Regions from separate parts of the Sus scrofa genome. Here region 1 is linked to region 2. A link is a contact called in public HiChIP or PLAC-seq data. All regions are on one chromosome and are shown on one strand. The core of a region is the stretch at or near the end of the contact, and the rest is flanking DNA. Distances in the headings are between cores, read along the strand shown.

Region 1 (3,428 bases), core at 262-2,761, 440 kb before region 2:
TTAATCAGAGCTGCAGCTGAGGCCTACACAACAACCACAGCAACACCAGATTCCAGCCATCTGTGACCTATGCCCCAGCTTGCAGCAACAGCCAGAACCTTAACCCACTGAACGATGCCAGAGACCCAACCCACATCCTCACAGAGACAAGGTAGGGTCCCTAACCCACTGAGCCACAATAGAAAGTGGGAGGTGGGAAGAAAAGTGAAGGGTTTTGAAAAAAGACAGGTAAGGTGTTCCTGCTCTGGTGCAGCAGAAATGAATCTGACTAGTATCCATGAGGGTGCAATTTCCATTTCTGGCCTTGCTCAGTGGGTCGGGGATCCTGCATTGCCCTGAGCTGCGGTGTAGGTCGCAGACCAGGATCCTGCGTTGCTGTGGAGTAGGCCGGCAGCTATAGCTCCAATTTCACCCCTAACCTGGGAACTTTCAAATGCCTCAGGTGCGGCCCTAAAAAAAAAAAAAAAAAGTAAGCGCTTGTGATGTTCCAGAGCAAGAAGTAAACTCCCGAGAAAATCGCAAAGAATTTGCATCATTTGGAGAGATGTAAACAGGTTTAAAAATCTGCACCTTCAGGTGGGCTCTATCGGGGAGGGAAGCGGTCTTTACCTGACGCTTGTAGTGACGATGTAGTTCCCTCAATTAGCACTCCAAAAATTGAGATTAAAACATCATCTCTAGTAATACTCTGCCCATTTCCTCCTCCACTTTATTATCTACGTGAAAAGCTACAGACAAATGCAAGCTACAGACGAATGCCAAATTGGCAATAAAATATTACGAGTAACCCTACGAGCAACCCGCTCCCTCCCTCTTGGATTTTAAGTGTCGCTGTTCCAGAGACAGGGAGAAAGAATCAAGCTTCCACTACAAGGTCAGATCTCATCTTTCACCGAAGAAACCTCAGGGAACCTACGACTGACACGTTGCCAAGCTTCGCAAGACCGGCTCCGCCCAGCAGGTCGAGCTGGGTCCGAGGGAAGAGAGACCCAGCTGTCCCCACCTATGACCCCGCCGGGAAAAAGGTGAAACAAGGGCAGGGGAGAAGGTTCGAGGTACGGTCCATGCAGACCCATCCAAGAGCCCCGTTAAGTGTTGTTCAGCGACCCGCCCTCTAAAACGCCGACTATTCCGGGCTTTCCCGGCCGGCCCCAGCTCTGGGCCTCGGCCTCTCGAGCGCGCGCAGGCTCCCTTCTCAGGTCTCTCACCCATGATGAACCTCCTCTCCGCCCTCGTCGATCGTCAGAGACCGGCCCCAGCCTTGGCAACGACTCCTATTCGAGCCTTGGCGCCGCCACCGCCCCTCGCCTAGGCCTGCACTCCAGCTCCGTCTCCAGCTCCGAGGCGGTTTCCTTGGAAGCCTGGTCAGCCAGCAACTTCCACGTCGGACTCCCGGCGGGGGCGGGAGCAAGGCTGCCGCCGCGGCTGCGCGCTGGGAACAGCGGCCTGAGGGTCCGCGTCTTCACTTTCCACACAAATCCCCGGCGAACTGGGTGTAGATACTGTAGAACCTACGAGAGAAAAAAAAAATCGAGAACCCCAAGTCGTTCCTGCTTCTGTTTTCTTGGACAAGAAGGGCTTCCTAAACAAGGAAATTCGAATTTTTATTTTAAACTCTAACCAACACACACACACCCCCCCCCCCACGAAAAGTGGCGAATCCGCCAACCAGGAATGCGTCTCGGGCCTCGATGCTGCAGCCTGACTGGACACCGGCGCTGCCTGCGACGGCGTAGCAATTGTTGGTCCTGAGGAGGCTTGCGGGGGTTGACCCAACTTTACCTGGGTCCTTTCTCCGATTAGGAAATAGGGCTACGTAATAATAATGGGAAGAGCCCCGAGCCACCAATGCGGAGCAGCCTTACACCTGCGGCCGCTAACAAGATTTTTGGCGTCGCAGTGTCCTGCAAGGTCAGCGTTAGAGTCCCTCCCCTTTTTCTTCCGCCTGTCCCTGAGTACCTGAGCACCCTTCCGGGATCTGCAGTGTGACAGACTGGACCAGAGCTTGGGCTCTGGGTTGGAGACTTGTTCCCTCGAGGGGAGTAATGTAAGGGTTTGACAGTAGTTACTGTTTTGACTTCAATTTTCAAATCTTCCAGCTGCCTGGCTTTGAACTAGATTCGTCTACTGCTCTCGCCTCCCCTTCTCAAATCTTAAGTTCACAGAAACTTTCCTTGCAAGGCAAAGGTTGCTTTTGTTTTGTTTTGTTCGAAAGGGGGAAAGCTGATCGGCCCTTTATTTATTTATTTATTTAGGTGTTTTGTTTTTGTTGTTGTTGTTGTTTGGTTTTTTTTTTTTTTGTCTTTTTTGCTATTTCTTTGGGCCGCTCCCGCGGCATATGGAGGTTCCCAGTTTAGGGGTCGAATCAGAGCTGTAGCCACCGGCCTACGCCAGAGCCACAGCAATGCGAGATCCGAGCCGCGTCTGCAACCTACACCACAGCTCATGGCAACGCCAGATCGTTAACCCACTGAGCAAGGGCAGGGACCGAACCCTCAACCTCATGGTTCCTAGTCGGATTCGTTAACCACTGCGCCACGACGGGAATTCCGGCCCTTTATTTAAACACCTGGACCTTTTTAAGTCAGAGCTTTAAGCATTGCGTTGTCCCACTGTTGGACGTCAGCGTGCATGATTCCACTGATATTTTTCACTTATTTATACATTTCCAATACTTCTCCGCCAAGATTAGCTGCTGTCACTTGGCAGATCTTTGCCATTGCTATTTCAAATTTATGTCAACGTCAAGATTTATGTTTCCAGGAGTTCCCGCAGTGGCTCAGTGGTATCGAATCTGACTAGTATCCATGAGGACTCTGATTCAATCCCTGACCTTGTTCAGTGGGTTAAGGATCTCGCGTTGAAGTGAGCTGTGGTGTAGGTCGAAGACGCGGCTTGGATCCTGCCTTGCTGTGGCTGTGGCTAGGCCAGTGGCTATAGCTCCGATTAGCTCCCTAGCGTGGGAACCTCCACATGCTACTGCTGCGGCCCTTTAAAAAAAAACATATATATATATATGTTTCCAATACAATGCACTAAGTTTCCTGAAAAATACATATTCCTTTTAAAGTACACCTAAAAGGGGAGTTCCCCTTGTGGCACAGCAGAAATGAATCCGACTAGGAACCATGAGGTTGTGGGTTCGATCCCTGGCTTCCCTCAGTGGGTTAAGGATCTGGCCTTGTGGTGAGCTGTGGTAGGTTGCAGACTCTCCTTGGACCCTGTGTTGCTGCGGCTGTGGTGTAGGCCGTCAACTGTAGCTCCAATTCAACCCCTAGCCTGGGAACTTCCATATACTGCAGGCGCAGCCCTAAAAAAATGTGAAAGATAAATAAATAAAACTGAAAGGAAAGATACATGGTAAACTTTATATTCACAATATATATTCTGAACCAAATAAACAAATGAGATACATGTGAGGGTGCTAT
Region 2 (3,656 bases), core at 508-3,007:
ACTTTAGGTTTGAAAATCTTGCTTATTGTCAGGACACATACTTTGATTTTGTCCCTTGCTTTCTTTCTGGATATATAGTGTGTGTTCATAAAACACAGGTCTAGTGTAAGTGACCTCATATAAAACAAAATTACTAAGAAATTTCAGGAGTTCCTGTCATGGCTCAGTGGTTAACAAATCCGACTAGGAACCATGAGGTTGCAGGTTCGATCCCTGGCCTTGCTCAGTGGGTTAAGGATCCAGTATTGCCGTGAGCTGTGGTGTAGTTTGCAGATGTGGCTCTGGCGTAGGCTGGTGGCTACAGTTCCGATTTGACCCCTAGCCTGGGAACCTCCATATGCTGCGGGAGCGGCCCAAGAAATGGCAAAAAGACAAAAAAAAAAAGAAAGAAATTTCATTGCTTCTGGTAGAATTCCAAAAGCCAAAACATACCATGGCCCACTGTTTATTTCTGTGTGTGTGAATGCAAATATATCATGTATATATAAACAATAGTTTATAGTTTTCCCATAAGTGTGACCATGCTTCATTCCATTTACTTGATTTTTGCTGGTGGGGTTTTTTGTGTATCTCATCTATAGAACAGAGGCATCATAAAGGCAAAAGACTTGCTCATCTTATTCTTAACTATATCCCTACCTTTAACATTGCCTTGCCTATAGCAGCCAATTGATAAAATTTATTAGGTGAATGTATATATTTTGCACTGATAAAAGTACCAAGTACACAGAGTTCCCATTGTGGCTCAAAGGGTTAAGAACCCAACTGGACCCATGAGGATGTGGGTTCGATCCCTGGCCTCACTCAGTGGTTAAGGATCCAGCATTGCCACAAGCTGTGGTGAAGATCACAGATGAAGCTTGGACTCTGCATTGCTGTGACTGTGGTGTAAGCCAGCAGCTGCAGTTCTGATTCAACCCCTAGCCTGGGAATGTCCATATGCCACAGGTGAGGCCCTAAAAAGGAAAAAAAAAAGTACAAAGTACAAGTACATGCTTGGAATTACTGAATTTTTTTTAATGTCTTTTTGTCTTTTTAGGGCCACGCCCACGGCATATGGAGGTTCCCAGGCTAGGGGTCAAATCAGAGCCACAGATGCTGGCCTACACCACAGCTCACAACAACGCTGGATCCTTAACCCACTGAGCAAGCCAGGGATCCAACCCAAAACCTCACAGTGCCTAGTCGGATTCGTTTCTGCTGTGCTACGACAGAACTCCCAAAGTTTTGTTGAATTGACTTTTTTTGTGTGCCTTTTTTGGCCATGCCCACAGCACATAGAAGTTCCCAGGCCAGGAATCCAACCTGTGCCACTGCAGTGACAATGTAGGATCCTTAACCCTCTGTGTCACCAGGGAACTCCTTTCTGTGGCTTTATATTTCTTTGCTTTGTGCCTTTATCTTTGTAATTTCGTTTGCTCTTATTCTCTGAATTTACTCTGTTGCTCTTGAACTAGTTTCTCAAATTTGATAAGTAGCTCAATTTTTTCAGTGTTTATTGTTTTTCATTAATGTTCCAAAACTTTAAGCATCCCTCTAAGTGCTAATGTTATTGCATCCCTAGGGTAAGATAGACACTGGACTCTCTGGGTGTGCACGGCTGGGACAGAGCATCACCAATGTCCTCACACATTGGTACATTAAGCTACCATGCAGCATGTGGGGAAAAAAGCAAAAACCACACACTGGAGTCAGGAAGCGCCCCCTTCCTCCTGCAATATCCCTTCAGCGCCCTCTACTGGCAAAGTTTAGCATTAGACTCGCTGCAAAGGAAAAATGCTTGAGTCCAAGTCCATTATCACAGAGCCCGGTTCTGAAGGGGTGACTTTGGAGCTGAGAAGCAGCAACTCATAGCTGGTATCCCTAAAATTAGGTGTGATTTAGATTCTCCTCATCAGATGAATTCACAGAAGGTCTTAATCTAAGAGTGATATGGGGTGAGAAGCCCGGGAAAGGGCACATGTTTTTTTGCTAGTGAGTTGGTGCCTATGTGCCAGTGGTTCTGAGGCCAGCAGTGCTGGAAGCAGCTTCCTGCCTCTGCTCTTCCCCCGACCTCATCAGAATCCACAGCTCCACTGGAGCTCAGTTCAACCGAGGTTTTGGGAACACATCCTACAAATTCAACCTAAAGTCTCTTTGTTCAGCTCTCATAATGGTTTATGGATGAACTAACTGAATCCCTTTCTTTTTAAATCAATGCGTGGGAGTTCCTGTCACGGCTCAGCAGAAATGAATCTGACTAGCATCCATGAGGACGCAAGTTCGATCCCTGGCCTTGCTCAGGGGGTTAAGGTTCCAGAATCACCATGAGCTCTGGTATAGGTCAGACATGGCTCGGATCTGGTGCAGTTGTGGCTGTGACATAGGCCGGCAGCTGTAGCTCTGATTCCACCCTAGCCTGTGAACCTCCATATGGCACAGGAGCAGCCCTAAAAAAAAAGACAAAAATAAAAATAAAGTAAATCAAGGAGTGGATTCTTCAGTCTACAAATTATTAATCTAACCCAAAGAAAAAGAATGGATTTTACATGATATTGACACGTTGGAATTCATTGAGGCTTCCTTTGCCGCCTAGTACGTGGTCAAGCTTAGTGAAAATTTCAGGTTTGCTCAAAAAGAATGTATGCTCCCTTTCTCCTCTCCCCCTCACTCTCTCTCTCCCTGGCTCTTAATTACTTTCCCATTTACATTTTCACGAGTCATCCATTTAACTACAGGTTCCAACAATTTCCCAGGATCAATATCAAGCCCACCATGATATACTTTGCTGAACCCACGTGTTTGCAAAAGCTAATTCCTGTTCTACTGTTTGAAAGTTGTATCGATTTCCTGATTCCCACACCTTTGGCATTTCTGATCTCCATAATTTTATTAGTTTTTAGTTTTCTGCTTCTTAGAGCCAAATTAGTGAGCACTCAACATATGTATGTGAGTATTCAAAAATTCTGATTATCTAACTCGTTGCAATATTAAGTGCAAAATGCCTTCAGAAGACTGTCAGAGGTACTCTGTTTTTTTTTTTAATTTTGTGGTCACATATGCAACATATGGAAGTTCCCAGCAGGGATCAAATCCAAGCTGCAGCTGTGACCTATGCCAAAACTTTGGCAATGCCAGGTCCTTAACCCACTGCACCACATCAGGGATTGAAGTGGCAATGCCACAGAGAGAAGACAGATCATTAACCCACTGTGCCTCAGTGGGAACTCCACACTCTGATATTTGGCTACAAAGCTTCAGCAATGCTTTAAATTTATTATGGTCACTGCAACCAATACTAAGGAAACAGGGTAAATCCATGTGATGCCAACTATATAGTGAAGGGCACCAAATCCAAAGTTAATTTATCTAAAATGCAAATGTTGGCATTCCCCCTGTGATGCAATGGGATCAGCATCTCTGCAGCACTAGGATGCAGGTTCAGTCGCCTACCTGGTACAGTGGGTTAAGGATCCAGCTCCTGGGACACAATCACTGCAGTGCAGGTCATAACTGTGGCTACGATCTGATCGACGGCCCAGGAACTCCATATGCCACAGGGCTGCCTAAAAAAGAAAATAATAAAACCTAAAAATAAATAAAATGCAAATGCCACAGTAGAAAAAATAAAATCCAGCCTCTGTCCTCTGGTGCCAAAGAGAAACACACACCAGAGT

What was found. HiChIP or PLAC-seq counts read pairs in DNA pulled down with a chosen protein or histone mark.
Region 1: an H3K27ac HiChIP or PLAC-seq map of alveolar macrophages shows a contact between it and region 2. The contact joins the promoter of ARL1 here to the enhancer-like site in region 2. A contact is called at or near these places in 9 of 47 Hi-C or Micro-C datasets (brain, embryonic fibroblasts, epiblast stem cells and 6 more) and 1 of 2 datasets of contacts at active chromatin or transcription factors (alveolar macrophages).

What each region holds. Positions count from the first base shown.
Region 1 is chr5:82,794,121-82,797,548 of Sscrofa11.1, reverse strand. ARL1 (ADP ribosylation factor like GTPase 1) reads right to left here and starts at 1,511. Exons shown (of 6, transcript NM_001031784.2): 1 at 1,209-1,511. The coding sequence starts at 1,212.
Region 2 is chr5:82,355,897-82,359,552 of Sscrofa11.1, reverse strand. The region is part of intron 8 of GNPTAB (N-acetylglucosamine-1-phosphotransferase subunits alpha/beta); the gene reads right to left. Among named protein-coding and RNA genes, the nearest start is that of DRAM1, 32 kb to the right of the region's middle. Within about 2 kb of position 1,757, at least 4 of the 83 cell types and tissues checked have an H3K27ac peak or open chromatin away from gene starts, as enhancers often do. A contact at or near this core is called in alveolar macrophages, where this site is marked.